3 separate regions of the Sus scrofa genome follow, and all the other regions are linked to region 1. The links are chromatin contacts, called in public Hi-C and promoter capture Hi-C maps. All regions are on one chromosome and are shown on one strand. The core of a region is the stretch at or near the end of the contact, and the rest is flanking DNA. Distances in the headings are between cores, read along the strand shown.

Evidence for each region. Promoter capture Hi-C pulls out the DNA fragments that hold promoters and counts their contacts. Hi-C and Micro-C count contacts between places; a contact is called where the count stands out from the background.
Region 2: a contact with region 1 is called in a promoter capture Hi-C map of liver, with 6 times the contacts expected there. The contact joins the enhancer-like site here to the promoter of ANKRD44 in region 1. A contact is called at or near these places in 3 of 5 promoter capture datasets (fetal liver, fetal skeletal muscle and liver), 28 of 47 Hi-C or Micro-C datasets (adipose tissue, alveolar macrophages, blood and 14 more) and 2 of 2 datasets of contacts at active chromatin or transcription factors (alveolar macrophages and skeletal muscle).
Region 3: a Hi-C map of embryonic fibroblasts shows a contact between it and region 1, with 1.9 times the contacts expected there. The contact joins the enhancer-like site here to the promoter of ANKRD44 in region 1. A contact is called at or near these places in 3 of 5 promoter capture datasets (fetal liver, fetal skeletal muscle and liver), 8 of 47 Hi-C or Micro-C datasets (embryonic fibroblasts, fibroblasts, mesenteric adipose tissue and 4 more) and 1 of 2 datasets of contacts at active chromatin or transcription factors (alveolar macrophages).

What each region holds. Positions count from the first base shown.
Region 1 is chr15:101,208,981-101,214,119 of Sscrofa11.1, reverse strand. ANKRD44 (serine/threonine-protein phosphatase 6 regulatory ankyrin repeat subunit B) reads left to right here and starts at 2,948. Exons shown (of 28, transcript XM_021076238.1): 1 at 2,948-3,202. The coding sequence starts at 3,176.
Region 2 is chr15:100,977,470-100,982,608 of Sscrofa11.1, reverse strand. It overlaps ANKRD44 (serine/threonine-protein phosphatase 6 regulatory ankyrin repeat subunit B), which reads left to right. Exons shown (of 28, transcript XM_021076238.1): 10 at 796-910. Among named protein-coding and RNA genes, the nearest start is that of PGAP1, 160 kb to the right of the region's middle. Within about 2 kb of position 2,573, at least 3 of the 83 cell types and tissues checked have an H3K27ac peak or open chromatin away from gene starts, as enhancers often do. A contact at or near this core is called in liver, where this site is marked.
Region 3 is chr15:101,073,560-101,078,698 of Sscrofa11.1, reverse strand. All of the region lies in intron 2 of ANKRD44 (serine/threonine-protein phosphatase 6 regulatory ankyrin repeat subunit B), which reads left to right. Among named protein-coding and RNA genes, the nearest start is that of ANKRD44, 140 kb to the left of the region's middle. Within about 2 kb of position 2,713, at least 10 of the 83 cell types and tissues checked have an H3K27ac peak or open chromatin away from gene starts, as enhancers often do. A contact at or near this core is called in embryonic fibroblasts and omental adipose tissue, where this site is marked.

The DNA.
Region 1 (5,139 bases), core at 1,699-4,198:
CTTCCTGCTGTGCTTGTAAAGTGTCTGCCTGCTTCCTGCCGGTTAAGTGCTGCTCCTTGGCTTTTGCCATCCCAGGATCTCACTCTTGTAGAAATCAGAAAGTGGTCCCAATGGAAGCATCTCCCAACCATCATATCCAACTACCATAGAGCGTTTCTGATGCTCCCCTTACTAATATATTCTTCAATGCCTTAGTGTAGGGGTTTGTAATTTGGGGTTGGGTGTACAGTTTATGCATGATAAAATGTTATGCAACATTCCCATCTTTATAAAGCTTTGGATTTTTTTCTCCACATCTTATCAGGCACATTCTATCATCTCCATCTCATTGACTATAGACCACCACTGAGTCTGAGTTTCATTAAATCAGTGGAGCAAATCATTGGAGTCGTTTTGAACCCATGAGCTCACATGTTAAATCCAGACTTCTTGGTAACTGCACCCATATCCATAAATTTAACCCAATCCTTTATTATTTTGTTTGAAACTTGACCAAAATGCTTCAACTTTTCAAAAAATCATGTCACCTATGTTAACGCTAATGTTGATATTTGAGTTGCTATTGAAACACTTTCATATTGGACTACATTTGTAGTTTCATGCACGGTGGTTCTACATGCAGGTGCAAGCATCTGACTATTTTGTCTTCCAATAGAGTTATTCTATAGCATTTATCTATTGAAGTACACATTAATTACAAATTTTATTTCTCCTTTATTATATATTAGGACATTATGTTGATATGGGGGAAATTTGCATAGGAAGGTAATGTTATTTATGAATTTCATTTCATAGTAATGAGAGTATTAAAAATGCTAGTTTACTGGCGTTTCCATTGGGACTCAGGTGGTTAAGACCCTCATATAGTCTCCATGAAGATGTGGGTTCATTCTCTGGCCTCACTCAGTGGGTTAAGGATCCGGTGTTGCCAAAAGCTGTGATGTAGGTTATGGATGTGGTTGGGATCCTGCAATGCTGTGGCTGTGGTATAGGCAGGCAGCTATAGCTGCAGCTCCAATTTGACTCCTAGCCCAGGAACTTCCATATGTCACAGATGTGGCCATAAAACAAAAAACGAAAAGCAAAGAAACCTAGTTACAAAATCGGATGTTGGACCCGATAGGTTTGAGAACTGTTTGCTCCTCCTTTCAAATCAGGCTCCAAGAACTTGCATGTAGGCATGCCCATGGTGAACCAGAGTGGACCTTGAATACTTCTGCCATATCAAGTCATTTGTTATCACTCTTCTGAAAGATGGCTATATTTAACAAGAGAGGTCAGTGTCCTATCCAGTTACCCACAAAGCCAGGCAGTAATATTAATAAATAGACATACTAACAACAGCAGTGAAGAACTGCTCCACAGATGCAACAAAAGCAAACTACTTTGTGTTTGAGGGAGGCCTTAGGAGGGAAATTTTTTTTAGTCTCTGTGCATTACTGAAGATTAGTGGAGTGGAGGCCAGGAGAGTGATTTCTTGGTTCCCCTTGTCTTCGTGATCTGAATCACAAGTCCATGGTTAGATAATAAATGGGGGATGCTAAGAGCATGCTACCATTCTCTCCTCTCCTTTCTCAGCAGACTGGGGAGGCTCAGAAGTTAGGAACGAAGAGCCCACCTTTACTTTGTGAATGAAGGGTAGCTATTTGGTCTTGCCCCAGGAACTGCAGTTCTGGTTTGCTGTTCAATGCAAGTCTGCTCCCTGCCATGCCAGGGGCATGTGGGGCTGCCTGGGAGCAGCACCCCATGTACTTGCCTACCCAGCCCTTCCTCCTGCAGAATCTCACCTCTTGTCACTTCCCAGGGAAGCCTATCCTCACCTACCAGTCTGGTCTGATTCCTGCATCACAGATTCCTTTCAGGAGTATTTCTCCCCCCGCCCCCAACCCTTATCTCAGCCTGTAATTACATTCATTAGTGATGACCACTTCATTCGTGTCAGACACCCCCTATGACTGGGTATCTGGAATATTTATGCTCCCCCTTTCCTTCTGTGGTACAAAGTCAGCACTCAGTACAGGGTTGTTGAAGGAATCGTTTGCTCGGAATTCCAGAAGTATCAACTCTTCACTATGTGTATGAATATGACCATCGTGTATGCATCTCTCGCTGTTTGACAGCTGGGTCTTCTATCTGTTGAATAGCATCGTTATCTGGAATGAGTCAGAACTGGTGGAAACACTCAAGGGCCCATTAATGCGGTAATTTAGGATCGCTTTTCTTCTCCAGTAATTCCACTTTACCTCCTTCCCTCCCAATGTTTGAATTTAATGATGGGCTTCTGTGTGTTCTAGCTGGGAGGTAGGTGGAGAAAAAGGCGAAAGGGCCAAAGCCCGAATCCCCACCCTCAAGTTTTGAAAAACACTTGCTAAAGAATGTGTGTGTGTGTGTGTGGGGGGGGCTCCCCGCTTTAGATAACGAGAGCATTAGCACTGTGGTACCTGACCCAGGTGTGATCATTTGATGTACTGGACTGTTTCCGGACAGGGGAGAGGTTTAGGGGAAGGCCAATCTAGAGTGTGACCCAGCCTCCCAGTCTCCCGGGTTAAAACTTTGGTGCAGCCTTTCTTACCCCTCGGGGTGTGCCAGCAGGACTTGCTCATCAGGTTGTACGACCGTGTGTGTTTGTGTGCGTGGGACGGGGCGAAGGAGGGTCACGAGCAGCCCCTGGGGATGCCTTTAACCGCGCACGTCCTGGGTCTGGGGGTGGGGGCAGCCGGGGCGACCCTGGGGCCGATATCCCGCTCGCCCCGGGCGCAATGTGCAGGTGCGGAAAGCAGGCGGCAGTCTGGGCCCACGGCGGCGCGCCGAGCACGAGCGGGCGTCGGGGGCCCGCGGGCTGCGAGGCGCGGCCGCGGGCGGCAGGAGGCAGCGTCGGCCAGGCGGCGCGGCGGCGAGCGAGGCAGCGCGCGGTGATGTCAGTGGCGGCCCGGCTGGCAGCAGCCGGTACTTCCTGTATAAAGGCGGGCGGGCTCGGCTGCAAACCCTACTAGCCAGTGTCAGCCTCTCGGCGGGAGGAGGAAGAGGCGGCGGAGGAGGAGCATAGGGAGGGCTGTCAAATTCGGGAGCCAGATTTTTTTCCCTTCCCCTGGCAATCCCTTCCGCTTCCCCGGCTCCTGGCGTGACATCTGTGGACCGGGAACCTGTATGTGTGTGCGCGCGAAGGAGCAGAAGAATGGCAGTGCTCAAACTCACCGACCAGGTAGGGGGCGGCGGCGCCGGCGCCGGCGGGCGGGACGCGCGGGGCGGCGCGGAGCCCCGGCGGGGGGATGGGGGCGCGGCGCGGAGCGCGCCCGCGAGCTGTTTACTCGCGGCGAAGGGGAGGAGTGTGTGTGGCCGCCGGCTCCTCTGAAAGCCGGCGGCTGAGGCTCTCCTTCCCGGCGCTGCCCGGCGCGGGGCATTCGGAACTGCGGGCTCGGCCAGGGGCGCCTTGGGGACTGAGGAAGGGGGTGCGCGGGGGTGCGTTGTCCGCGGGCCCGGGCTGGGCAGGGGGAGGGGAGGCTTGAGGTGCGCCTCCGGCGCTGCGCAGCGTGGGCTCCGCCAGCCCGTGCGGGCCGAGAGGAGGCTGGTCCGCGCCGCCGGCAGGAGGACCGTGGATGGAGAGGGAAAAGGGATCACAGCCTGCGGACCCCTTTCCAAGCCAAGCCGTAGACCCGCCCTGACAGCGATTCTTGTGTGGTCGGGCTGTCTTTATCCTTTTGACATGACATTTTGACTTCCTCTTTAGTAACCCAGAGGCAGTGTGCGTGGTGCGCGATGGGGACTCTTGGAGACCGCGCTCTGGGCCCTGGCCGGGCTCTCCCAGGAGGAGAAGTCCGGTCCGGGGCTCCCTTCTCAGGTAGTGGGCTACCCTCTGTGTGTGTTCATCAGTTTTGTTGCTTTCCGGTTGAGACACCGCACAGGGCAGCCCTGGAGTCCTGGATCGGAGAGGTGGGGTTATTGCTGACTCGCCTGACAGTCCTTGCTGCGGGTCTGTGGAATGGAAATACCCTGCCTTTGCGGACTGTGCTGCTCTGAGGACCTTGACACTCACAGGCGCCCAAGCAAGTTGCATGACAAAACTCTGCAGCTTCTTCCACGAAAGAAGGAAACAGCTTGCTTTTTTCTTCTTCTGCCGTTTATTCATACATGGTGGAACGAACATTGTTTTGTGGTCCTAATAGGCGGAGAGGCAGTCTTGACTTTGACACACGCGGTCGAACATGCCAGTCCTTGGTGTTAAACAGCTTCCTAAGTGGGTTGCATCTGGTGCCTCGCCGTCCTCAGTTTATGTCCTAAGTCAGAACCCCTGCGACTTAAATGCGATCCATCACCACAGTGGTTTGCTCTCCTGCCTTCAGATTCAAAGTTTTGCTTTGTTTTCCATAAGTATTTACAGGCTTTTTAAATTTTCTTTTTGTGGGGGAGGGATCACTTAATTAAGATTTATGTTACCCTTAAATTTAGCAGGAGGAGCAGCTGGTAATCTTGATGAATCTACTTGTTCCCATTGGTTCCAGAGCATTTAAAAGTGTAAATTGATATTCGTTTAGGCTTCCCTCCACCTTCTGGGCACATACTTCGACAACTGTTAGACATTTGCTTGTTTTAAATCTTCCAGTTTTAGTCGGCTTTGGTCTTGTCATCTTTGCCAGTGCAAGTTACTGTGCTTCTCTGTTAATTCCTAAGTCTTCAAAGTATAAAAAGTGCTTCTCATAGGCTTTATTGTCATTGTCACGTACACAGAAGAATTTCACGTGGAATTTTGGAGCTGGAAAGGATGCCAACGATGATCTTCACCCAATTTCTTCATTTTTTTTAAATGGAGAAACTGAAGTCTAGAGAAGGGAAGCCTGTCTTCCCGAGGACCCAGCTGTTGAGCTGTAGGAGATGTACCCCTTCTCCTGCTTTGCAGGCTCCTGTGCTTTCTGCTAAAGGTTAAGACACCTCTGTCTTCTCACTGGATGTGTTCAAAGGCTGCCAAGAAGGCATCATCTCCTCGATCAAGATCAACACCCGCGAGAAATGTATTACTTGGTTTTAGAAAGAAAGGAAGTTATTCTCCAGGACTTACCAGAGTAGGACTTACAAAGATGTTTTTCTCTTAAGTGTTTCTGAATATATCCCTACCCTTCCCCTCAAACTCGTAACTATGGTGAG
Region 2 (5,139 bases), core at 1,324-3,823, 230 kb after region 1:
GGGTATAATGATGGGATTGTGGTTATGTGGGAGAATGTCTTTTGATTGGGGGTGAAATGTCTTGATGTTTCTAAATGCTGTTTCTAAATGTTTAGAAATGTTCTTATTTCTAAATATTTCTTCAAATAAATGAATAAATAGATGAATTGTGTTTTATATATATTTTATGATATATATACATATAACTGTCATATATATGAAAAGGGGAAAGAAAGAAATGTAGTGGAATAAAATGTTAGGGAAGAAGGCAAAATAAAATGAGACTAAAATAACATGAACATTAATGTAATGGTTTTAATAAGTATATTTGCAGCCTCTAGCTTATATTTTTACTAATTTTAGTCATCATATTTTAAACTAGATAATCAAACTACATTAAGTCTTTTTCTGAACTCTCTATTCCTTTCGGTTCTTATGCTTTTGTATAAGGTTTACATAGGTCTTTAATTCAGCAAGTAAAATTAAAATTGGATGTGTCTTCAGAGTTACATTTTGTGGAATTTGATTGCATTGTTTATTCAGAGAGGGAATCCAGTTGTCAGATTTTAGATCCTCAAATAAGACAATGTGGAAAAAAATTAATAAGCATTTCTAGTAGACTTTCCTCTATGCAGATTTAATAATACCACTACTCGAGATGGTGACTTGTCCCCTGAGAAAGCATTCTTATCCTTGAGAGCAGAGATGCACAGAGTAGACACGAAATCAACATTTGGTTAACGTGACCAGCATAAAATGTGGTATGTGAGTCAACTTGAATCCTTATGTTGTTCTGTATTAAAATGTCTTTTTCAGGAGGTGAAATTGACTGTGTGGATAAGGATGGCAACACTCCTCTCCATGTGGCTGCAAGATACGGTCATGAGCTTTTGATTAACACCTTAATAACCAGTGGAGCTGACACAGCCAAGTAGGTTACTGCAAAAATACGGTGGAATAATTGCCACACATGGGCGTCCTGCCACGGGGATTCTGGCATGTGGTAGATAGTTCCCATTTATCTGGGTTAGGGTAGACTGTACCATTGTGCTAAACACAAATTAAATTTGATCTAAATTAAGTGACTTTTAATGACACTTGCAAGGAAGAACCAATTTTATTTTTTAGCTACATCAGAAAGAAGTCTATTCTAGTGGTTTTAATTAAGGAAATTTGAACTTTATTCCTAACTCTGCCTTTTTAATATTCTTTTTCCCCCAATTTTCAGTGTTAGTTAAGCAGGAAGAATAAAGCATAATTGGGCAAACTCAAATTTATTGAGGGTGTTGTTTTGCATATTAATGACCCGTATTAACGGTATGGTTATAGAATGCAATTGAATAAATCTGCTACGTTGGGAAGGGGGACCTGACTTCATTTTGTACTTCAATTCAACAAGAGTATTTAAAACATCTATATGAGTCTGTCGCAATGCTGGGTGCTATGGGAAATGTCGGAAGTTACCTGGTTGGTATCCTCCCGGAGCTCATAATTTTGTTGGAAGCCCAAGGCCCCACTAAAACAAAGAACCGTGCAAGATAGTATTTAATGAAGTTCAAAATGAAACAGGACTTTAATGGCAAAATGTTTGGTGTAAGCTATACGAACCATAGCGTGTAGATAGGAAGAGGAGAGCTCAAGGGTGGCCACAGTTTTCAAGGAGAAGGTGAGTTTTAGGTAGGCTTTGGAGGATGGAATTATGAGTAGAGCAGTGAGTGGCAGGAAGAGATAAGGCTCTGGGAAAAGCTTAGCCTGGCAGGGTAGAGGGTGTGTGATGGTGTGTGCTCTGCCCAGAGGCAGTATTATATCACGGTTGGGAGCCCAGGCTTTCCTGGGCACCAGCTGGGCTCCAATCCAAGCTGCCTCACTTGTGAGCTGTGTGACCTTCAGCCTGTTGCTCAATCTCTGTGCTTTGATTTCCTCATTTGAAAAATCAGAGTAATAGTAGTACCTCCTATAAGTTTGTGATGAAGATTAAAGGACTTAATTATTAGTAAAGCTTTCTGGTATATGTTAAGATCTGTGTGATTGTGAGTTATATAAATACATCTGCTAAGGTTATTCAACATGATAATCCCTATTAAAAGCTTTTGGGGAGTTCCCGTCATGGGTCAGTAGTAATGAACCTGATTAGTATCCGCGAGGACATGGGTTTGATCCCTGGCCTCTCTCTGTGGGTTATGGATCTGGTGTTGCCGGGAGCTGTGGTGTAGGTCGCAGACGTGGCTTGGATCCCACATTGCCGTGGCTGTGGCGTAGGCCGGTAGCTGCAGCCCCAATTCGACCCCTAGCCTGGGAATTTCCATATGCTGCGGGTTCAGCCCTAAAAAAAAACTCTTTGAACAGTGCCTGGCACATAGTAAACAATCAATAAATGTTGACTATTAATTTATTGCTCAGTAACATGTAGTATAGTCAAATTAAAGAGGGTCTTAAATGCTTCAATAAAGAGTTTGGCCTTGACCATAGAAACTGGGGATAATAACTGAATCTTTAGGAAAGGAAAACTACAAAGGCAGGGTTATATTAGGAATTGTAATTTATTTGTCAAGTGTTGTGCAATAGAATCAAAAATCTTGGCAGAGAATGAACCAGAATTGAAATGGTCCAGGGCATGGTGCATTCTGGTGGCCCTCCGGGCTCCCGGGCTGGTGGTGGAGATGAGATCAAGAGCAAATGACTGCAGCGTCATGAGGTGTGTTATGATGGAGGTTTGGACCAGGGAAACACTGAAGAGATGACATTTCAGCAAAAGAAGGATGGGTAGGAGTTTGCCACATGGCAAACTGAATTGTGTGAGATAAAAAAGATAGAGGGGGAAGCAGGGAAGCACATTCCAGGAAGAGGGAACAGTATTTACAAAGGCACAAATATGTGACCATATCCAAAAGCAGATTCCCAAGCCTGGACTACCTGATCTAGGGGGAGTGGAATGAGATGAGGTGGAAAGGCAGGAAGAGCCACACTACAAAGGATCACAATTGTCTTGCTAAGGAGTTGGGTTCCATGCTGAGGCATTCAGAAGCTGTTAAGGAATTATAATTGTATTGGGGAAATAACTATTTTAAAAATAGTAATAATTTTTAAAAAATGAAAGAAAAAAAAAAAGAATTGTAAGTGGGTGTAGGGTAGCTTGTGTCCGATGATCCCATTTGTGTGTGAGAAAGATTGCTCTAATTGCAATCCAGACAGATTGGAGGTGGTCCAGACTAGAAGCACTGGGCAGCCTCTTGCAAATGTCCAGAGAAGAAAAGATGCGGGCTCAGGCTAAGGACAAAACTGAGGGCGGTCAGAGGAGAGGTACACTGACGAACAGCAAGAACACTGGGTTGTCTCAGAAGAGAAAGGGATCTGCTTTAAGTCAAAGGGCCTTTTTGATTGGGAGGTTGCAGATCAAAAGAAGCAGCTCAATTTCCTGGCGAGAACAGCGTGCTAGGATCAGAAGGCTTTGACCAGATTCTAGAGTTCCCAAGCAGGTCATGGCTACCCAAAGGCAGGGATCCTAAATGTGTCAGTTAAGCAGAAGTAAATGATTTGGGCACAAACCAACTTCACTTGTGATGTGTTAATATTTTCAGTGGTGTTTTCTTTAACTTGTTAGCCAAAGAACCATGAATTTCTGATTTTCTTTCAGATTTGAACCGTTTGAGAGATAAACTGGCCAAATGTTTACTTAAAATTTGCCAAAAAAACTCAATAAGCACAAAGCCTCTTTCCTTGTAATTATTTTACCTTCATTTTATGCAAACACATACTATGTGGCAAAAGTGCCTTAGGAATGACATTATTATTCAAGTAGCCTTTCCTTCCATTGACCGTGCTGTGTCCTGAGGACATTGATGAGGGAAACGCTGTTCCAGCTCCAAGAGCCATATGCTTTCTTCTGTCTCAGCATATTTGGGGATAAGACCTGCTCCCTTCAGTAACAGTGGTTCATTGAGGGTAGCAATGGTGTGTGTATCTGTGTGTGTCTGAGTATATATATATAGTGGTGGTGGGGGAACCATCTAAGGAGAAAATACCAAAATGAGGAGAAGGGAAATTCTCTGACGGCCTAACGGGTTGAAGCTCCTGCATTCTCACCACCGTGTTGGCTTTGGTTGCTGCTGTGTGGTGTAGGTTCGATCCCTGGCCCAGGATTTCCCACATACTGCCTGTGTGGCAAAACAAACAAACAGAGAACCTGAAATAAATATTGCAAATCTCATTTAAAACAAAAAACATGGAGTTCCCATCGTGGCTCAGCAGAAACAAATCCAACTAGGAACCATGAGGTTGCAGGTTTGATCCCTGGCCTCCCTCAGTGGGTTAAGAATCTGGCATTGCTCTGAGTTGTGGTGTAGGTCGCAGACGCAGCTTGGACCTGATGTGGCTGTGGCTGTGGCATAGGCCAGAAGCTGTAACTCCAATTGGACCCCTAGCCTGGGAACCTCCATATGCCGTGGAGGTAAAAAGCAAAAAAACAAAAAACAAAAAACCCAAACAAATGAACAAGAAACAAACAAAGGGAGGAGGAGGAGAGTTGCAGAAGATAAAATTTGCTAAAGCTCCTCCCCACAAAGATCACTGTGCTCTGGTCTCCTTGTAGAGTTAGAAAGGGTAGCTCATTAAAGAGGAGAAAAACAGGCCTTTCTTTCTGTAAATAAGTAAACAAGGAGCATTTATGAAAATCACTTACCTTCATAAACAAAATGGCCAGTGTATTTTTAAAGATCTCTTTATGGCAAGTGTTATGGTCATTACTTTCTGATGAATTTAACTGCATCTTATTCTTAGGCCTTGACTGAATGTTTTTGGTTATTCTTTTTGCTTCTCTGAACTTTCGGTCAGAGCAGTTTCTGCAACGTGACTCAGTGCTCAGGCACCTTTGCCTGGTGTCAAAGCCCTTGGGTGTTTTTGCTTCTTTAACTTTGTTAGGTTTGGGGCGCTTGTCTCTAGGATTTGAATTTGTCTTTTACCAGTTATGCTCTCACTGCTTTTTCTACCTCAGTTGCAGCAGATTTAGTAGTAGTTTTGCAGGTTCTGACATTCTTATATTCACTAAATATCTGTTGATTGCTTGTTAGGTGTCATCTACTGTGCTGGATTATAGGGTGGCAAGGAATTTATGGTTTCTAGGGGTGGGCTTGAGAATTGAACAAGCAGTAACAACCGTGCATG
Region 3 (5,139 bases), core at 1,464-3,963, 140 kb after region 1:
TGAATGCAGAGATTCTGAAAACCCAAATGTGAGCTCAGTAAAGGCATTTTGGGGCTTATGCCATGACAACAGGACATCAACAGACCATTTTGCTGTGCCACATTGAAATAAGGGCAGAGACACATTGGTGCCTGTCAGTGGTGCGTGATGAGGACATGGAGGGACTCACATCCCGTGAGGAGCGGTTGAAGAAACTGGTGATGTTTTAGGACCAGGGAAAGAAAGGAGAGCGGTCTGAAAAGTTCAAACATTGTGGAGTCAAAAAATGGAACTCTTCTTATGTCACGTGGTTGTAAGCTACAGAAAATGTGATTTCAGCTCAAAATATAAGAAATCATTTTATAGAGCTGTCTAGAGAAGTAATAAGTTGTCTTGGCAAGTAAGTTCTCTGAAAGGCCACTAGACTAGAGAGGATAAAGGTAAGACATAGTAGTTAACACACATGGCCCCACTCTATCTTATGCCCTTGGCCAGCAATGATAATATTTGTGACTTTTTTTTTTTTTCCCCTTTCAGTCTTAAAGACCAAAATTTCTTCACAGGATAGCGCTATTAAATTGGAATTAGCCTGTAAATTGAAATCTTTTTCCCATGTCTGGATTAGGTGACGTTCAAAGTCTCTTAAAACTGTGAGAGACACATACAGTTCTAAGATTTTTAAGTCCCACATGATAGAAAACTCATGGAGTTTATTTTTTAAAGTATCATGAACCAATATGAACATATACGTACCACACACAAACACACACACACAGCCATTGTCATATCAAATAAAATTTGCAATAATTTCTCAGTATCACCAATATCCAGTGCATATTTAATTTTTTTTTGTTCCACTAGTTTCAAAAATGCCCTTTTACGGTTGGGTCATCCCCATGTTGATTTTTTTAATGTATCTACTTTATACATCAAAATGATTTGGCCAAGCAGTTAATGTTTGTTATTTGCAATAGTAGGATTTGGCGTAGTATATTTGTGCATTTCAGTTCTAGGCTGGGAACGGATGATAGATGAATATACTAGAGTAAATCTTAAGGTGATTATGTTGGCAAAGTATTTATGGTGAAAAAGGGGAGAAAAACCATTAAAGCTGTAGTTCTTGACTACCGGCATTAATTTAGAGAATAATAGCTTGCTAGTCTCAAGATCCAAGTGAGAAAAAAGAAACTATATCAACATTGTATCATGAGGGGATCTTTTTCAATAAGCAAGATGAATTATCCATAGTAAAATTGTAACTTGTTTTTGTGTGTATATATTTGTGTAGCAACATTATATATATGTGTGTATATATATATATATTAAAATGATCACCACAATAAGTCTAGTTAAATTCCATCATCATACATAACTTAGAAAATTATTTTTTCTTGTAATAAGAACTTTTTTAAAATTGATTTTTATTTCTTCCATTATAGCTGGTATAGTGTTCTGTCAGTTTTCTACTGTACAGCAAAGTGACCCAGTCACACATACATATATACATTCTTTTTCTCACATTATCCTCCATTATGCTCCATCCCAAGTGACTAGATATAGTTCCCAGTGCTATACAGAAGGATCTCATTGCTTATCTACTCTAAAGGCAATAGTTCGCTTCTAAGATCTAGTTTCTTAGCCGCTGTCAAGTGTGTAGTGCAGTACTATTAGCTAGAATTACCATGCCATACATTACATCCCCATGACTTATTTATTTTATAACTGGGACTTTGTGCTGTTTCTTTAAAAAATAGAACATATTTTTGAATCCATCCAGAAGGCTGTAATCTGACTCTACATAAAGAACTTTAAGTGATAAATTTAATATCCTCTCTAAACTTAGCTTCACTCTATCATGTTAAATTCCCTAGAACATGAGCAGTACAAACTATATAGCATAGCGTTTTAGGCTTCTAGATTTCTGTGACTTTCCCTTCACCTACATATACCTTATTTGATTTTTTCTTTTTTAATAAGGAATTTGATGTGGGGATAAAGTCCTGAGAAGTTTTGTTAGCTGAGAGACCTGTGTATCCTCTAAATTAGACCTAAATCAGAAACGACTGGGAGGGAGGAGGCCACAGGCTGGGGTTGGGGGGGTGGGGGTTGCAAAACCCCTAAGCAAAGTCCATTAATATAGGAGCACACTGTCACTGGGGGTGATGACCTGCTTGGCTCTTAATGAATGTTTCTGCACAAGAATGCAGGCGTAGTGTGGTCCAGACTTCTTTAGTTTTTAAGAGAAAATACAGGAAATCTCTAAATTGTTAAATGTTGGTTCCAAAAAAATGATCCAGCAGCATTCAGGCCAAAGAAAACACATCTGTGGGCCAAATTCAGCCTGCAGGCCACCGTTTTGCTAACTGTGGATGAGATCGGCAAATAGTTAGCCATTAAGGTTCCTCTGGCTGCCTGCATCTGGAAATCTCACGTGTAGTCCTGAAGCGGAAGACCTGGTGTTGCAGGAAAGCAGTGGGCTGAGGTCTGTAAGCGTGGCTAACCCTCCTGGCTCCTTGGCCTGTGGGGCGCCTGGCAATCCCTTCACAGCTCTGGGAGGGATGCTTTTTGTCCTGAGGGTAGGTGCCCCTCTCTCAGCACATGCCTGACAGTACTGTCACCCGCCTCGTTCCTTGTTGGACCCCTGCCCAGGATGTGGGACTGTGGTTTGGGAGCCATGACCTGCGTCCTGTGGAGAATGATTCATGAACTTCAGACGGTGCTGAGCGGGTTTGCAGCAATATGGCTTCAGGGCCATTTATGATGTGTGAAGGCAGGTCTGGTTAGCATCATTCCTCATTGTCCTCCAGGGGACGCAGTGTGAGGCCCCATTCATTTCTCCAGCACTGGCCTTGGAAGCCAGAGAGCCATCCTCCGGGAAAGAGAAATCTTACAAGGGTATACAGTGTGCACCCTCCAGAGAATAGAGATGGGTATTTTGGAGCTATGGAAATATTCCAAGTATAATGGCATTAGTATTATTTTGCAGTTGCTAGGCATTTTCACAGCATCAAGGAAAAGTCTTAAAAGATATACTTTGTAATAGCTTGAGAATGTGACCTTCTCTTGGATAAAGGGTTATGGCTCTTTTTTCCACCTTAGCTGTTAAGTTTTGGGGGAGGATGAAAATGTGAATAAAGGAGCTACATCATTTTTAGATGGAAAGAAGACATACTTGTTTGAAATTAGTGTGTAAATTCGATGCAGTGGAATTGAGTGGTACAACTTGGATTGGGGAAACTTGGCAAGATCATTTGAAACTTTATCCAGGGGAATAAACATGATGGCACTCGTTATATATTTTTTAAAATGGTATTGAAGTAAAGTTGATTTACAATATTGTGTTAATTTTTGCTGTGTTTTTAAAATGAAAATGTGTTAAAGTATAGTTGATTTACAATGTTTATATGAGGAAAGTCTTGAAAAAGAAAATCAGTGAGGGGAGAGTTTCACCAAATATCTTAAAACTAATTACAAAGCTGTAGCAATTAAAACAGTGTGTTACTGGCACAGGAAGAGAAATCAAATTAGTAGAACAGATTTAATGAGTACAAAATTAGACTCAAGTGTATATGGATATTCGGTATTAAATAAGGGAAGCATTTGAAACTACAGGGATGAGATAGATTATTTAATAAAACAGTGTTGGGACAACTGGCTGGTTAAAAAGCTGACTCCTTCCCTAATGTCTTATATCAAGATCAATTCTAGAGGTAGAAAATTAAAAAAGATGAAAGTAATGGAATAGAGGCTGGGGGGAGGGGAGAATATTTTTCCATCTTGGTGTGAGGAAGGACTCTCTAAGCATACGAGCAAAGATAAAAACCATGATGGAAAAGGTACATACTTTTGCATGTATAAAAACTGTAAACTTCTGTGTATTCAGTCTCCATAAGCAAGATTAAAAGATGAACTAAAGATATGTACAATATATGTGAAAACTGTAAATGTTCCTAATACATATAAAGACCTTTTGCAAACTATCTAGAAAAAGATAAACACCCAAATAGAGGAACGGGCAAAGGATATGCCGAGGCCACTCACCAAAGCAACTGCTGTGACCCCACACACGTATGAAGGAATGTCCAGTTCCAATCTTACCTGAGATCTAAGCATTCATGCAAGATAGCCATTGGGTGCCATATTTACCTGTCAGATCAGCAAAGATGACATAAGACATCAAGGACGATATAGCTGAAGGGACACTCTGAAGCCTTTTTGAGGAGAAAGTGATTTGTACTGGCCTTTGCAGGGCAGCTTGACATCCATATCAACCTTCAGCAGAGTATACCCTCTCAGAGCACTACCACACCGGGAAATTCACCCAAAGGGAAATCCGTGGACAACCATAAATCCAAAAACTGTGTGCTGTCGTGTGGTTTATAATAATAAGAGGTTAGAAATTACCAATAGTTTATTATTATTATTATTCTTTGTCTTTTTAGGGCTGCACCCGCAGCATATGAAGGTTCCCAGGCTAGGGGTCTAATCGGAGCTATAGCTGCTGGCGCACACCACAGCCACAGCAACATCACATCCGATCTGCATCTGCGACCTACACCACAGCTCATGGCAACGCTGGATTCTTAATCCACTGAGCGAGGCTAGGGCTCGAACCTGCATCCTCTTGGATGCTAGTCAGATTTGTTTGTGCTGATCCGTGTTGACGGGAACTCCAGTTTATTTCTTAAACATGTTACAGTATACCCATATATGGTAATATACTATCTTTAAAAAGGGTGATAGGTATCCATTTTTGCCTATTGCATATATTTATGGATAGATAGGATCTTCAAGTTACATTTTTGACTGAAACAGTAAGTTGCTAAATAGCACATATGATGTATGCATGTAAGTAAAAGAAGAGGTCCAAATAGTTAATTATGGTTGAATCTGGATAGTAGGATTTCTGCTTTTTTCTCTATTCCTTTACATTATTAATACTTTTTTGCACTGACCTAGTATTGTGTTGATAAATGATAAGGACCAATATATTTATATTTTATTCATTTATTTATTTATTTGTCTTTTTGTCATTTCTTGGGCCACTCCCGTGGCATATGGAGGTTCCCAAGCTAGGGGTCGAATCGGAGCTGTAGCCACTGGCCTATGCCAGAGCCATAGCAATTCCAGATCCAAGCCGCGTCTGCAACCTACACCACA